Regions from separate parts of the Rattus norvegicus genome. Here region 2 is linked to region 1. A link is a contact called in public Hi-C data. All regions are on one chromosome and are shown on one strand. The core of a region is the stretch at or near the end of the contact, and the rest is flanking DNA. Distances in the headings are between cores, read along the strand shown. Region 1 has its middle 230 kb from the start of Nectin3. Region 2 holds the start of Nectin3 (nectin cell adhesion molecule 3).

The links. A called contact is a pair of places that touch in the nucleus more often than the background predicts.
Region 2: a Hi-C map of liver shows a contact between it and region 1, with 2.6 times the contacts expected there. The contact joins the promoter of Nectin3 here to the enhancer-like site in region 1. A contact is called at or near these places in 4 of 12 Hi-C or Micro-C datasets (hepatocytes, kidney and liver).

Annotation. Positions count from the first base shown.
Region 1 is chr11:67,592,272-67,597,015 of GRCr8, reverse strand. No RefSeq gene overlaps it. Among named protein-coding and RNA genes, the nearest start is that of Nectin3, 230 kb to the left of the region's middle. Within about 2 kb of position 1,640, at least 2 of the 93 cell types and tissues checked have an H3K27ac peak or open chromatin away from gene starts, as enhancers often do. A contact at or near this core is called in hepatocytes and liver, where this site is marked.
Region 2 is chr11:67,825,623-67,830,457 of GRCr8, reverse strand. Nectin3 (nectin cell adhesion molecule 3) reads right to left here and starts at 3,514. Exons shown (of 6, transcript NM_001399228.1): 1 at 3,153-3,514. The coding sequence starts at 3,312.

The DNA of each region.
Region 1 (4,744 bases), core at 391-2,890:
TGGTTGTTCTAATGATTTAGAAGTATGGCTGCCACTGTGATATGCTGACCCCAGGGTACATGAATTCACAGGTATCTATAGAGTAGTGAATTTCTCAAGTGCACATTCTGCATTGAGTGGGTAGATGGGCTCCCTGTCTTATGACTTTCAACCCCCCCCCCCACTTCTGTCACTGCATCTGTCCCTAAGTGTTTGTTGGTGTTGTGCCTTTATACTGAAAGCCTAGTCTCTTACAGAAGGAAAGGCATGATGGGGAGGGCAGCTCAAAGACCCCCATTTAGGGATTCTGGGCTGCTTCTCTTTAGGGCTCATGGTCTTTCTTCAGAATTCCTATAGTGATTCAGGTCACATAATTTCTTAGGTAATTGCATAAAGCCTCATATAACCTGTAAAATTTTTGTTTTCTGGATGTATTCTTGCATTATGAGGTCATAGGCTAGTTCTTAGTTCTCTAATGTATTCCACAGCATGGACACGAAGTAGGTGCTGACATGCTCATTTATAAATTTTACTTTATGGTGATGTGAGAAGATATTCTTTAAGAAAATGTGATAGGATAATTGGATGATCTAGCCTAGAAACACACCCCTGAATGTATTTGTTGTGACCATTGGGTAAATTGTGTAAATTGATATGTCTGCTTGCTAAATGAGAATGAAATGCCTTCTTCTCTGTGTTGCATAGTTCTCTGAGGTAATTAAACAGCATAGTTTGTGTAAAATATATAAGCTAGAGGAACTTGAAACTCAAGTTGTTTTATTATTAATTTAGCTAAAGGTTTCTTTTAATTTAAAATACAGTTGTTGAAGAATAGTAGTATACAAAAATTGGGAGTAGGGAAAGAAATGGGAACCTTTCATTAACATTTTCTTTTAAAATCAATTTTACATTTATTTATTTATTTGTCTGGTGTGTGTGTGTGTATGTATGTATGTATGTATGTATGTATGTATGTACAGTCTGAATGTGGAAGTCAGAGACAATTTGCACAAGTCAGTGCTCTCCTGTCTCCAAATCATGTAGATTTTGAAAGTCAAGCTCAAGTCATCAGACATGGTGCCTTTCCTCACTTAGTTATTGCATCAGGCCCTAAATCTATACTTTAAATAAATCTCTAATCTTCCTTTAATATTTGTCCCATAATCTGAGTAATTCAGCTGTCTATCAAAAAATCTAAAAAACAAATCCCTTCTATTTCTTTACCATGTGCATCTACCATATGTGTTTATGTGAGTGCTTATACTGAGACCCACAGTCTGATTTAGAACATTCATCTAATATGTTTCAATAGCTTTGTCTATCATTTAATCTTATATAACTAGAAGCCTTCACCAAATTCCCCTTTATGGGACTGGAGACTTCATAATCAAAATTAATAGACTGAATAGCTATAAAAAAGTAATATTTGTTTTTCTCTCTCATGAGAAGCAAATGGATTAAAACACATTAAATCACACCAAGATTTTATGCCCTTCCCTTGGTGTTCATGAACGGCAGAGGATTTATGATATTGGGATAGCTGCCATGCAAGATCTTCATTGTCCAGACGTGCTTATTTGTAGCTTTATAACCACACTAGACAGTAAAGATCAGTTGCCCTTTGATTAGCTGGGGTTAGGAGGTGTGTTCATACGTCAATTAAATCTGTGTCCAGGGCAGCAAGGATGTATCATCACTGAACAAACCATTTCACCAACTAGGTGACCCTGGACTCTGAAATTTAGGGTTAGAAGCAATGTTAAAATTTATGTGTATTTGTAAAGAGGAAGAAGAAAAGGAAAATAATATTTTTTTCATCTCATGGCAGCCTGGAACTTTAATTGTTGCCACTTTAAATATAAGAGCCAATCCTAACTAAAACAAGATATAACTACTCACTTTGGGAAGTTTGTGAAATGCCTTAATCTTTTCCCCCCACAGAATGAATCCATCATTTCTCTCAACCAGGTTATTGATATTATCCTTGAATGCAAACATAACCTGTTTGGAAATTTGGACTTTGGATTAAACTGTGGATCTGAGTTGATAATACCAGGAGGCTGCTTTCAAAGTTGGCTAAACGACTGTAGTCCTCTCATCTGGTTTGAAAAGTTTGTTCAGCTATCTCCTTTTTGACACATCGGGTTGGCTGATCTACGAAACCATCCAAAGAAGTGAGCTGAAGTTGAAGACTTTATTTACCTTGCCGTTCGATAAAGAAATGTGAAACCCAACTTTGGGGATCGAGCATTGGCAGAGTGTACCAAGGAAATACATGCTTTTACACAGCTAATTCTGTGTATTCTAGTTTCTGTTAAATAATGAGCTATTTACTTCTGTAGCATCATGTCTGATTGAGATGACAGTGAACAAGCCAGAAGGAAATTCTCATAGGGTCGATTTCCAGTCCACAGGAGTGTGTGCTGAACAGCACGTTGCTCTATCATAGTGTGGTCTGTGTTGCTCACCTCCATCCCGGTCACATCCCAGGCTTCCTTTGTGACAGGAGAAAAAAGATGCTCTCAGAACTAAAATCTCTGAATTTCATTAGGTTCTTCTAACGCAGCTGCAGCCCCACCAGCACAGCAGACTCACATTACTTTGAGAGAGCAAACGATTAATCTTGAGAAAAAAGACATTGCATGAATAAGATAGTTGGAAAATCTTTGTCAATTGTCCTATTTGTCTGACATATAAATGAATAAATAAATAAATAAATCATAAAGACATAAAATCGTTCTCAACTTTTACTATGGCCATCTCTCTCTTTTACTTAAACTCCTTTCATCTGACAGTAATAAAAATCTGTACTTGGCATTTGAACAGGATTTTTTTTTTGTGACTTTTTACAGATGGCATGGTTCTGTTACCATAGATCATTAAAGACGGAAGCGAGATCTCGGATCATGAAGTTCTCAGATGTAACCCCTGTGGGCAGCGATCCTGTCACTTGAGAAGCTTGTTAAAAATGCAGAGTCACAGGCTCCAAGTCTCTTTAGCAACCTCAGAATCCTTGGGAGGTGGGCCTGACAAGGAATGCTGTTCTGAGTCCCGGAATGGTTCTGAAGCATACTGAAGTTTGAGACATGCTAGTCGGGCCCCATCATTTTACTTCATTGTAATAACATTGAGGCGAGAGCTAACTGGGATTAGACTAATCTTATTCTAATCTTATCAGATCCCACATGGCTTCATAGTCTGTTGATCAGCAGTATTTCTAGACCTTTTCCTAAGACTCATTTATCCAACTGCCTACTTGACACCTCCACCTGGGTGTTTCATGGGAACCTTGAATTTACAGGTACAGGTCAACCTGTCATCTTGGTCTCTGGTGTTGAACATCTCAGCAAACATGTATTCTTTCATCAGCAATTCAAACCACAAATGCAGGAGTTTCCACCCTGTGTTGTATACTGCTTCCCCTTATGCAATTCAGCCATCACGGGGCTCACTCTGGAAATACTGTAAAAATTATCCATCTCCCTGTGCAGTTGTCACTCTCTTTCACTTTGCTTATCTTTAGTTCCTCCAGTGACCCTCCTCAGCCCAGTGCCTGAGCTAACCCATTCCCTACCGCCTCCGTTTTATTTCTCAAATGTGAAAAGCTCACTCTGGTGCATAGCAAAGGTGATACTTCTGACTTGAAAACACCTCCCTCTGCTTCGTACTAAACTCCTTCTGACCTTTGAGATCATCTAAAACCAATGACCCTTGGTACAGGCTTTAAATAATGATGTGGAAAAAATTTTCATAAATAGTATTATTTGGATTATTATAAACTAATGTTAATGTTATAAGTACTATTTCCACTACTACTGTTATTATTATTATTATTATTATTATTATTATTATTATTTATATTATTATTTTTCAGCTTCAGTGATTTGGTATAGGATCAGCTGTTCATAATTTTGAAGCTTCAAGGTGATTTACTATGCAAATCTCAGAGCGCCTGGGTTCAGTGTTACATCCTTAGGCTCTGGTTAGCATCTGCACTTGGCTACTTTTCATTTACAGTATTTATTTGTAAATATTATGATAGTATTTGTTTCTTCTAGGATTACAGAGTTCATGAAAGTGGGCACATTTAACTTTGCTCATCTCTGATGCCAGTCATTACATGAAAAGGAACAGAGTTTGTATCCCAGGAATTATTGTGAAATAAATTAATAAATAAAATAAAAGATTTTAAAGCCAGATCCTGGTAGAAGTCAGATTAAAACCAGGTCTTCTGACCTTTGATTTTGTTATGTCAGATAGAGATAATCAGAGAATTTTTGAGTCTTACTTGGCCAAATTAGAACAGTTCTAATATAATTCAGAATGCTTTGGACAATTAAATCTACTCCTTTTACTAGGACCCTTATACCAGATGGCTATGTTTTGCTTCATTTCTGAATCCTAAACTCCAGATTACTTCTAATGTCTCTTGAGGGTATCTGGGAGCTTCTTAAAAAGTATTGCTAACTTTGTATGAGATTTGCCTGAACGTTAGTTCTTATGGTCAAGACATATCAGGAGAGGAGCAAGAGTTGAATGATCAGTGGTTTATGTTTATATCAATATGTTTATATCAATATGTTCTTATCAATATGTTTATATTGGATGATTGTCTTCATCCAATGTGCCCCTTTATATTAAAATTCATTTATGGGTCATTTGTATGCATAGATATGAATAAAGAGGAAAGCAAAATTACCAGTCAGATATTTGTGACAATTTGTGGTTTAGGGGGAAAATGCTGGAGGCAAGGAAGCTAAAATTA
Region 2 (4,835 bases), core at 2,265-4,764, 230 kb before region 1:
TTCTTCTATCCCCTTTAGAGCAGACTCATTTAGAAACTCATACACTTCTTTACAGAAACACTAACCTTTCCTGCAATCCCCTTCCTTCCTTTCTATGGGAACACTGCAAGCATGTTGTGGGCAACACACTGACAACCATGCATTCCCAAGTGCTTAGAAAGTCCCTAAAACTATTCAAAGTGTTTTTAAAGGTTTGCAATTATATGGTAGCTTATTTGCCACCACCTTCTAAACATCCGTTATAAGACAAAGCCTTGGTCAAAAGGCAGAGCCATGGTGGCAGAACCCCAAAGACCAATGGCCATAGAACGGTCAAAACTCCCACTTCCTAATACTTCAATGTCACACTGCTGATAAAACAATGTTCTCAACCTCCCCAAAAAATGTAGGAAGAAAGAGGAAGCCACGTACAATATCAATTAATAATTATAATTACAAAGGAATATGGAATTTCAGACTTAAAGAAATTGGGTTTGGGTCAGATGTCACAAACTTGGTCCCTTAGACCTTGTAACTAGAATGTCTTAGACTGTAAAAAAACTGGCAATTTCTCCATCGCTGAAGCTCTTTAAAACTTCAGCTCTCAAAGCCTACATATGGTGGCATACTTACATAATCCCAGAATTTAGGAGGGTAATAGGTGGATCAGGAATTTGAGGCCAATGTCAACTAGACAGTGAGACCCTGTCCCCAAGACCCCAGGAGAAAAGTTTAGCTGTTCAAATGAGATATCGGACAGTCCCCAAGCACTACCAACTCTGGCATTTACATATATTTTTTTTAAAATATAAGGTCTACCAGAGATGAGGGGTATTTTTAGCAGTCACATTAACATGATGATGTTAAACATACCAACTAATGCAATGCTAAATTTAAACCAACTTGTCTAAAAATTTTAAAACCGTAAATGATAAAGAAGAGCATTCTGATTAACAATCAGGCAGGGTCATCTTTTTTAAAGTTTACGAACCTACTCTAAAACTCTATTCAATCATTCAAACTGAGTCATTCAAACAGTAGGCATGAGTCAAAGCGTGTTAGTACTGTGGGATGTTAATATTACTATCATTCATATATCAACAGGTCGTTAGCAAGGGGAATTTAAAAAAAGCTCACATGAAAATCGTTTCTATACTTACTAAGTCAAGACAACTGTGTCCTATTCAAACACTGCATTCTAAAATAGAGGCTGATTAAAAAAAAGTGTCATAAGCACTTGCAAATTAGGGTGTTATAACACAAGCCCAAAAAGGCAGCCCTTTAAATGAGTGGGACGCAGTAACATGGCTACTATCTGTACCTACAACAGCCAAGTAGAGTTGACTCTTAAAAACTCCTATACAGACTAAATCAGTGTGCTTCCCCACACTGCTTAGTTTACTGGGCTCTAAAATAACTGATCATCCTTCTCTATGAGAACACTATACAGGATCCCCTTAAAATGTATTTTCTTCTATGGAAAAACTAATGTTTGTTCCCAGAAGTAATAAACAACTCACTGACACAGCCACGATGAAATTCCCAATGCAAACTATTTCCTCTAACAACTTTTGCATCATTTCAGTCTCCCGTTGGGTTTAGTCTAGACAAAACGCCCTCTAGACCTACAAACACTCCTTCAGTACTTACCACAAACTAAGTCACCACAGTAAAATGCCTATCTACACCACCCCCCACTTCCACTTATCATGAATCTGAAATCCTAATTAAGCACCATCCACGATTCTCCTTAATGGCTCATATGAACAACATACAAATTCAATCTAGAATTTAATATTACCTTTAAAGTGAGTTAACAACTTAAAGGGCTAAAAAACTGTTCTCAGGACCAAACATCTGGGGAGTGGGGATACGCAAACTGGACTAGATAGCGTGTCCTTTATCACAAAGCACTCCGTGTAAATCAAAATCTTGCCTTACAGCACTGGAAATGTACTAAAATTCTCAGTCTGTAAGTGGCACTCAATCTCAACATAATTTCCTCTCCCTCTGAACCAACTACCCTGACTCACCTACCAGTAGCAGATTTTCTTTCCTCTGCATGATAGCACTAAGGAAATCCCCGTACACATCTCTCCCTTAGAACAAATACTGGTAGAACAACAGCTTTAAGATTTCATATGCACTGAGAACCAGTGTCTGAACAACCTAAGTTTTATTCCTCCATTTCCCGTCGGCAAACCTTAAATGAACAACACCTCTCGGCATTCTGATATCACCCGGACATTCAATCTCCTAAGAATGGTAGCTTTACTTCACCAAATCAGTGCCGTCCACTGATTATCACGTCCACTTCTCTGGCATGAAAAGCAAATTTATCAATTTTTTCATCTTCCTTAAGAAGTGGGTCTCTAAACTAGTCTCAGATTCCGGGAAGAGAACTTACAAAGAGATTAGCTCCTAAACCTGGAATACAAAAGGCACACGGGAGAAACCTGAGGCTACTTGTTTCAACAGCCAGGGGACAGTAGATGCAATATGTATTCAAAAGGTAAATGTTGAGTCCCTGGAAACAAGGTTTTCTTCTAAAATAACCAGGGGCTGCGTGAAGGACGTCCAACAACTGAAAGGAGGCGTGCAGGTTCCAGCTGGGATCAACCCAAAGATCCAAAGGTTGCCAGGGCACAAATCCTGCTGGAAGGGATGCTACCGCAGGGTGGGTTTTTAAGATGGTGCCTTCTCCCGGAGGCCAAGAGGCGTGGACCCGAAGGCTTCAGCGCGCCGGGCTAGTGTCCACACGGTTTCCGGACTTGGAGCTCAAGTTTCATCGGGGAGAAAGGAGGAGGCGGCAACATACATCCCGGCATCCTAACCTCAGCCCAGAAGTCCGCGCTCTCCGCTTCGGCGCATCAGCTCGGAAGTAACGGTTCCCGGGGCACGCGGGGCTCCGCGCACCGAGCTCCACCGCCAGCCCTGGGGGCCCAGCGCGACGACCCGCGCGGCCTCGGGGACGGGAAGCCAGCGGTCGGCGCCCTGTTCGCTTTCCCTGCCCTTCCCGGGCCTCGCCCGGGGCGCGGCGAAAAGTTTCCAGGCAAAGTCCGCGGTGGCCGCTCGCGCAGCCAACCGCCCGGCACAACCGCCTTGCCTAGCCTCGCCTCGCCTCGCCGCCCGCGCCCGCCCCGCTCTGCCCCTCGCTCGCCCGCTTCACCTACCACAGAGCCGGGAGAAGAGAAGCAGGGGAATGAGCAGCAGCAGCAGCGGCGGCGGCGTCGGGGCCGGCAGCAGGAGTCCGGCCGCGGGAGGAGACGCCGAGGAAAGTTGTGCTTTGCCGCCTCCAGGACACAACAGGGCCGGGCCCGGGGTCCGCGCCATGCCCGCCTTGCCCCGGCCCACCCGCTCGCCCGCGCCCCGGCGCCTCAGGCTCTGGGTGGCGGCGGCGGCGGCGGCCGCGGCGCGGAAGGGCCAGCGCGCGTGTCCTCAACCCCCGGCTCCTGCGCCGTCGCCGCCCGCCGCCACTCGGCCGAGCGCTCGCGGCTGCCTCGACTCCGCCGTCGCCGACGCCACTGCCGAGGCTGAAGCGGGAGCCGCCCGCCGCCGCCGCCGCCGCCACTCCCCTCCCCGCGGTCCCCGCCCGCCGCGAACTCCTGGGAACTCGGAACGCACCACCCCGCCCTGCGGGAGGGGGAGCCGCCGACCCTCACTACCCGGACGAGCCCGCCCTCCCCGCCGCCCGGCTGCCCGGACGCCTAGACACCCCGCCGAGTCTCCTCCCACCCTCTCTCCCCACACGCTCCTCCCACTTCAAAAAAAAAAAAAAAGAAAGAAAAAAAACTTCATCCACTTGGAAAACCGGGCTTCTCCCGAGGCTAAGCAATCTGGACCAGGAAAGGCGGCCCCGCCCCTCGGCCCCGCCTCGTCTCTCCCCTCGCCAGCGCTTGAGATGGTCTCGCCCACTCCGCCCCTCGCGGGGCCGGGGCCGCCGGGGCACACCGAGGCGCTCTGAGGCGGAGGGCTGCGGGACTCCCAGTCCTGCCTTTCTCTCCTCCTGAGTGTGGCGGTTCCCCAGCGGGACGGGGAACAACCGGGAACGGGGGAGGAGGGAGTTCGGGGAAGGCAAGGTGCGGAACCCACTCTCCGCTGGTCCGTGCGGGAGGTGCTTAATTTGGGAAGCTGGATGCCGCGGGGCTGGACCAGCCTTCTCCCTCCTCACCCAGGCGTGGGGACTGAAAGGAGAATCTCCACTCCTCCTTCCTCCCCAGGGGCATCCTGCCTCGCTGTCCTGGCCGCGCGTTGGCCCAGGCGTTTAACCTTCCTTTTTTTCTCTGGGAGGGATGCTTGTTGGAGAGGTCAGCGAATCTGCCTGAGGACAGGAAGGGCCCCGGAAGGTTTGCTCTTTAGCTTTTGCTTCTCTTGGGCTGCCTTGCCTGGTTGTCCACTTTCTGCGCCAGGCGACCGGCAACAGGAGGCCATGGATTTCTCCCACTGCGAGGGCTTCGAGTGTGGTCTTGTTTTCTCTTTGATCGTTCGCATGTTCGCACGTGTAATTTTATTTTCTCGCTTGTTTCTCTTTGAATTAGTCTCCGAAAAGTGACCTCGGGAAGTATTAGACATTTACCCTTAAAAGAGGAGCGCCTGTGATTCACCATAACCCTCCCTCAACCCCCAAAAGCTTGTCTGCCCTGCCCTCCTCATATACCCGCCCGGCACAGCCAGAGTGACTTGACCTTGAAGCCCCAGTAACTGTAGTGGGAAGGAGATGGATGAACAGTTTGGGCTATCTGCGGGGGAGGTGGAAGCGGAGGACACTCTCCTAAGGCTGGACACCATTAATTTTATGTTGGTCCTAACATCTCCACCAGATAGCTATAGATGTGCTCCAATAAGAATACCATCAG